Linked DNA regions of Mus musculus: region 1 is linked to region 2. Evidence: chromatin contacts called from public Micro-C data. All regions are on one chromosome and are shown on one strand. The core of a region is the stretch at or near the end of the contact, and the rest is flanking DNA. Distances in the headings are between cores, read along the strand shown. Region 1 has its middle 43 kb from the start of Arhgap28. Region 2 holds the start of Arhgap28 (Rho GTPase activating protein 28).

Region 1 (3,701 bases), core at 940-3,439, 42 kb before region 2:
CTCCAGTGCATTGTCAGGTCTGAAAGGCTCACTGGACACTCCGCTGCAGACTGCTTGCCTCGCCTTTATGGCCCACTGGAAAAATGTTTCCATGTTTGGAGTATCCTGTTTTCATCTAAAATAATGTTAACAAAGCAAATACAATTCCAAACACTTACCACCCCCCACCCCCACCCCGGGCCTGCTCCTAGGGACACAATCCCAAGCTTGTGGGACCCATGACTCCCCTCTTACCTAGATGGGCCATGTGTCTCCAGAGCCACAAGGAATGAGAAAGAGATTGCTGTAAGAAGAGCACCAGCCTTCTCCCTTGCTGCTGAGGAAAGGGGCAAATGCTGTATGCTTCTATTGTAAAATCACAAACTTACAGATATATTCTAACTGAAATCTTGGAAAAAAAATTTTTAAGTAGAAAAGCTTTTGCCTCCAAAACTCAAAGACAAATGTCCCTGGTGAGTGCTGGGTAACTTTCTCTAAGCTTCCTTTACTAATTCCAGGGAGTCTCTGCTTGTTGTCTGTGGGTGATGTAAAAGGCAAGGGAGCCGCTACCTGTTCACGGCAATGGAGGGCAGGAGAGAGGCAGTATCACATATTGTATGTCCGTCTGTAGTTTCAAAACAGAAACCTTGCTTTAAAAGTCCAAACTAGGTTCCTGCTTCATTTCTTGACCTCTTTTCTACCTTTGTGGATCAGAAAACAAACACACCCCGAGATGTTTCCCTTACATGGAACCTGATACTGAGCAGATAAAATCACGGTATCATTTTTGCGAGCTGTATTTAAGAATTAGCTATGTGAAAGTTTCTTCTGTAGGAGAACCTTGAAATGTCTCACGATATAAATAAGCAAACACTTCAGGCAGAATGGAAGAGAACGTTGAAAATCTCTACACTCTGGAAGTTCATGATGACAAAAATAGAAGTTTCCATACCTGAGATCCTAGCACAGAAAGTTCACTTTCCAAAGTACCTGGGCATTAATGTCCCAGGTTATGTGTACAAGGTGTATATAAACATGAATGAATGAATTCAGACTACGTTTAGACTTGGGCTTCACCCCCCCAAATATCTATATCTATATCTATATCTATATCTATATCTATATCTATATCTATATCTTCCTCCCTCCCTCCCTCTGTCACTCTGTCTCTCTGTCTCTCTCTTCCTCCCTCCCTCCCTCATATATCTATATCTATATCCATATCCATATCTATATGAGCAAAGCATATATATATATTTGCATATATATATATATACATATATATATATATATACACATAGTTATAATTCATAGTAATATGAAATGTACACACTCTTAGTCCTGCCTTTTCAGACAAAGGAACCCATCCTGAAGTTATTTGATCTGTGTTTTAATCATTCTGTACTAAAATTGTATTCACAATATTTCCATCCTACAGTGCCACATAAAAACCCAACAATGAGACCAATTCCAGAATAAATGCTGGTAAATTATCATATTCTCCCTCTCTCTGTCTCTCTGTCTCTCTCTGTCTCTGTCTCTCTCTCTCTTCCTCCCTCCCTCCCTCAGTCTCTCTCCTTCTGATTGTGTGTTGATGTATGTATATGTGTGTGAGAGAGAGAGAGTGAGAGAGGATAGGGAACAGGCATGTGTTTAAGTGTGTGGGTATACATGCACAAACAATGGTATACATATAGAGGTCAGAGAACAACCTCGGGCTCCAGCCCTCCGCTTCCACCTTGTCGGAGACTGGATCGCTCATATTCCTCCCTCCATGCCACACTAGATGGCATGTTGGCTTCCTGAGAGTCTCTTCTGCCTCCCATCTCCTAGTGAGGGTATGCTGGGATTATAGACTCTTGCAGCTTGCATGTGGCTCCTGAGCATCTGAACCCAGACCATCAGTCTTGAGTCTGCAAGCCTTTTACCCACTGAGCTATCTCACTGGATGTCAAAGAGTCTTCCCTTTAGCATCAGGGTCCACAGGTCCCAGAGTGGCCAGGCCAGTCTTCTGAAGCACCGTGAGCATCACGGGACCTTGTGCTTTGGGAGAGCAACAAGTCACTGTGTGTTATTTTACTTTGTAGTCAGCACTCTAATTCATAAAGAGCGCACTGATCTTACACGAACAGACCTCAGACCTCAGTGCTCTTTGTGATGACGCTATAGAGCTGTGCACAGCTCGATTGTTAATAGCCCTTTCTGCATCTGTGGTTGTCACTCCAACATAGACCTCGGCCAGAACAGCTGGTGAGCCAAGGACTGTGACCTGTGTTCAGGAACCTCTTTTCAGTCTGTGTCTTGATCTTCAGGGTTGATCTGGAGGGCTGGGTTTTGTTTTGTTTTGTTTTTTGTTTTGTCTTGTTTTCAGATAAACGAGAGGTTAGCCGTTTGAGAGGACAGTGTTTGGAATGGAAGCGTAGTCTCTGAGAGTATGTCTAAATGTGAAACGTGTTTTCAATTAGGATAATCTGCCTGCCTGTATCCCAGGCATTCCAAAGTTGAAATGAATTCCTACTCTTCTTTGACATGCACTTGACCAAAATCAAATGTTCTTACTGTAAAAACATAGCCCATATATGGCTTTCTTCTCACCCTGTGCCAGATGATTATTAATTTAACTTATTGCTGCAATCTTTTACAGACTCACATTATAACAATCTGCCTATGAGAACATACAGCTCTTCATTTTTCAACATGTATGAGCCTGGTTTTAAAAAACAAAAACAAAGCATATTTCCAGCTAATGAGCAGAACACTGGAGCACAGACAGAGAACACTTAAACCATCACAGTTGCCTAATCATCTTGTGATTATGGCAAAATATTTTGAGTCCACCGCATTTGCTGAACACACTTACTGGCAGCGTTCCCAAATATCGCCGAGAAATGCATGAGGACAGGATGTCCAAGGGCTTTAGCATTCTACCCCTACTTCTGCCACAATAGTAGGATTGACACACAGAGGATGCTAAGCTATCCTGTGGTTCCACTTAGCTTTTATGGCTAATGTGAGTTTTGAAGCTTATGGTAGAAACAGCCAGATGAAACATCTGCTGCTAGACTTCCTGAGAAGATGAGACACAGCGATTAGCTCTTAGCACAAGCCACTCTCTCCATGGAACTCTCCACCTGGCTTTCCAGCCCATTTGATCCCCTTAAAGCGAAAGAACTCGATCAAGTACCCACACAGTTGTTCTCTAAAACAAGGGTAATTTTAGTACTTCAGTACAGTATGTGCTTAGTTCTTTGTAGGTTAATGTTGAGTCCATCCATATGACAAAACAACTGTGTAAAATCAACCCTGGTAATGGTTAATAGTCTGAAGAAAGCAAACGGTTTTCCCAACCTGACCACTTGGAGTGAGCCATCTTGGATGCTTGGGCAAAGCCTCTCTCTGTATTCTTACATATACAGAAGCATCCAGATTCAAACCATCAAATTCTATGTGTTCTTTAATAATCTGTTCTTAAATCATTATGCTACATGAATCTTTCTTCCAGGATCTTTCAGAGAGCTACAGAGTATAGATGTCTGATCCTGACTGATTTAATGATCTTTAAAAATTTTTATTAGAAGACCAAGCGTTATTCTTATAATAAGCCTACAGCTCAGTGGGCAGGGATAAGGGTGCTTGCTGTGGAAGCAGGAGGGCATAAGTTCAAATCCCCAACACTCAAAAAATAAGAGAAAGCCAGACATGGCTGTGCCTGTGATGCTGAT
Region 2 (3,291 bases), core at 516-3,015:
GTTCCAGTTCACAGTTCTTCATCAAAAGCAGTGAGGGCAGGAACTCAAGCAGGGCAGGAACCTGGAGGCAGGAGCTGAGGCAGAGGCCATGGAGGGGTGCTGCTCTCTAGCTTGCTCACCACGGCTTCTTCAGCATGCCTTCTTTAGAACCTAGGGCCACCTTCCCAGTGCCAGCACCACTCACAATGGGCTACCCCCACTCCCCCAGTCCCTAGTTAAGAAAACACTCTACAGGCTTGCCTACAGCCTGATTCTTATGGAGGCATTTTCTTAATTGAGGCTCCTTCCCCGCAGATGACCTCAGCTTGTGTCAAGTTGATAAACACTATCCAGCACACCTTCCTCTCTGGAGTGTGTGCTATGTGAAACAGGAGGGGCTCTGGGATATGAGAGAGAGAGAGAGAGAGAGAGAGAGAGAGAGAGAGAGAGAGAGAGAGAGAGAGACCAGTTCTTCCAGCAGCTTCCAGTTGAGTAGAAAGCACCAACTTGCTGGAAAATGGTAATTTGATCATGAGTTAGTGGTGGGTTTTCCCCTCAGGCTTTCTACTCCTTGGTGTTTCATTCTGAGAAGTTTCCTGGTTCCATCTGGCCTTTGGGGGAGGGGGGAGGTAAAAAAAAAAAAGACCACGACCTATTAGGAGTCACTCAAGTGGATGCCAGACCAGAGCAAAGAAACACACAAGGCATGGTCTGGAGAGTCTACCTTCATCACAGAGCAGAATGAAATTATTCCTGTAACAAAGCAAGAGCCATTTCTGGAAAGTGGCCGGGGAGTAAGAGGTGGGGGAGGGGGCTTTGATTGATGATCTCTAAGCGGTTTCACAGGGAGAGAATTTTGAAAGCAGTTCCAACCAGAAACACAATCAGGAGAAAGACTATATTGCACTTTTGGGTATGTTATATACAGTGTGTGTGTGTGTGTGTGTGTGTGTGTGTGTGTGTGCATGTGTGTTTATAATCTTCTCCCTTAAAAAGCCCCCTGAAAATAGCATTCATGGAGCCCGTGGCAATAAGGAGTACTTTTCAGACAGTCTGGAAACAGTATCTGTCAGGGACCACAACTGAGTGGAGGAAAGGGATGTTAGGAATGAGGTAAGAGTCTGGCGTTGCAGTCTTGAGGGTATGGGAAGGAAGCTCAGGCTTGCACGTGCAGAGGGAATGGCTTGGGCAGAAGGGAAATCGAATTCGCTGTCACTTAGACTAGCAAACGTCAGTGCCATTCAGCTCTTCAATTTCCGATTCAGATGAGAGTGTTACATTTAAATGAGAGTGTCACATTTTTCTCCCTTTCTTCCCCAGAGCACCCATTCCAGACCTAGCCTTTCTCCCCTTGCCTAAGGCATGGTTTCTGTCTCACTTCTGACTGCCAGGCAGGAAATGTTCCTAGCCATGGGATAAGCCTCCCGTCTGAAGGGGCCGAGGAGGAGGTTGAGAAGAGGAAAGGAGAAACAAAGGAAGAAAAACACAAACTTTACTAGAGCTGCTGGCTGGAGCCGCAAGCTCCAGGCAGGTTTCCAGTTTCCTAGAAGCAGGGATCCGTGGGCGTGGCCCTCAGTGTTTGTTAATCGGCCCGGTGTACTCTGTGGGCGTGCCCTCGGTGTATTAAGCTAATCTGTCTGTTGTACTCTGTGGGCGTGGCTCTTAGTTATGCTAATCGGTGCGCCTTGTTTTGTGGGCGTGGCCCGCGTTGTATGCTAATCTGCCGCTGTACTCTGTGGGCGTGGCCCTTGGGCGGGCGGGGCCGTCCTAGTCGCAGAGCCTTGGGGCGCCGGACGCTCGGGGCCGCTGACCCGCTCCCGGAGCTAGTCCACGTTGGTCTCGGTCTTTGTTCTGGGTTAGCGCGGGGACATGCGCCGCTGAGGATGGAGGTGGAGGACTCGGGCGGCGTGGTGCTGACCGCCTACCACTCGCACGCGCGCTCGCAACCGCAGGGCGCTGAGCCACGCTGCGCGTCCCGGGCCAGCCATCCGCTCAGCAGGTACGGAGCGGCACCGCGGGCCGCGCGCGCGCGCGCCGGGCGGGGCGGGGAGGGGGCAGCGCTTAGGCAAGTTTTTATGGAGTTGATAACTGAGACTGCTCTTTGTATGATCCTGATTGGAGATGAGAAACAGCCTGGGCAAAAAGTCTGTGTGTGGCTGGCTGAGGCTAGCGGGGTACTTGTAGTCTTGACGCAACTTTATCAAGAGTTAGATAAACATACCATTTCTGTGGAAGACTCTCACCATGTACTGGAGAAATTTTAAAATATTACCAAGAACCCAAACACAAGTCGGTTGAAAAGAAAAAAAGTTCTCGCAGACACTCAGATTAACTATTTGAAGCTAAAGTTTTTCTCAAAAGGAAACCTTCACTGACATAACAATTTCACTTCTACTGTAAATACCCTCAATTGTTTAAATACAGTGATGTCATTATTTGATGAGTGCCGGTGCCGATTGTATGCAACCAACGCAATTCCTGTTTATTTCTTTGGGTGACCATGTGCATTTAGTAAGCCAGGGATCTGGAGAACATTGCTCTGGCATGCCCATCTGTTCCGCCAAAGACGGATGGTCAAAAATATTCCAAATGTGAGATGGTTTGCTGTCTGGCGTGTTTAGGGGAAGTTCCTTTGCTATTCTCTACGACTATATCAGTGGACGTTTTTACTTATTTATTTTGAAGCCTACGCTAATGCGTGTTTTGATATCATCTCCTAATGGCATCTTACATCACTGTTATTTTCAATTACTTGCTTTTCCTCACACTCTTAACTTTATGTGATTATAATTACTGCTGTTTCCCAATTTAATTGATTTGTGACTATGTCACATAATATGCTTTGGACGGTATCCATGAGATGAACCAATCGCACTGGCTTAGGAATTATACTGGTCTTCGCTAACAAAGAAATTATTGTTTCTTCCAGAGAGAGCAGGTTGAGTCAAATCTCATTTTAAAACAGACAGTGAGAGATGTACCAGTTTTCTCCGGCAGTCGGAGTCACGCACATCATTTTGACTCAGCTTGAAGATACAAACTCTTCTTTGTATTGAGTGTGTAATTCTTTTAGAAGAAAGTACCATCTTGACTAAATAGATGGGATTGGATGCAAGGCAGGGGCCAGTTTTCTACATTCTTAAGTGGCTTGGGTGTAGCTTAAACCCTAGCAGCTGTCCCTGTGGGCATCAGCCAGATAGCTGAAAGCAAATTGGAGGGAGATTTTGTTTTTTATTAGCTCAGCATGTGGTCTTGTAGAATGGTAATGTGTGAGAGTGGGAGAGCTGACTGATATCATAGTCAGTTCTTTAC

Evidence for each region. Hi-C and Micro-C count contacts between places; a contact is called where the count stands out from the background.
Region 1: a Micro-C map of palatal mesenchyme shows a contact between it and region 2, with 1.7 times the contacts expected there. The contact joins the enhancer-like site here to the promoter of Arhgap28 in region 2. A contact is called at or near these places in 3 of 484 Hi-C or Micro-C datasets (muscle stem cells, palatal mesenchyme and uterus), 2 of 115 datasets of contacts at active chromatin or transcription factors (embryonic fibroblasts and embryonic stem cells) and 1 of 9 other capture datasets (adipose tissue).

Annotation. Positions count from the first base shown.
Region 1 is chr17:68,044,964-68,048,664 of GRCm38.p6, reverse strand. No RefSeq gene overlaps it. Among named protein-coding and RNA genes, the nearest start is that of Arhgap28, 43 kb to the right of the region's middle. Within about 2 kb of position 2,189, at least 28 of the 459 cell types and tissues checked have an H3K27ac peak or open chromatin away from gene starts, as enhancers often do. A contact at or near this core is called in muscle stem cells, palatal mesenchyme and uterus, where this site is marked.
Region 2 is chr17:68,002,582-68,005,872 of GRCm38.p6, reverse strand. Arhgap28 (Rho GTPase activating protein 28) reads left to right here and starts at 1,765. Exons shown (of 18, transcript NM_172964.4): 1 at 1,765-1,978. The coding sequence starts at 1,863.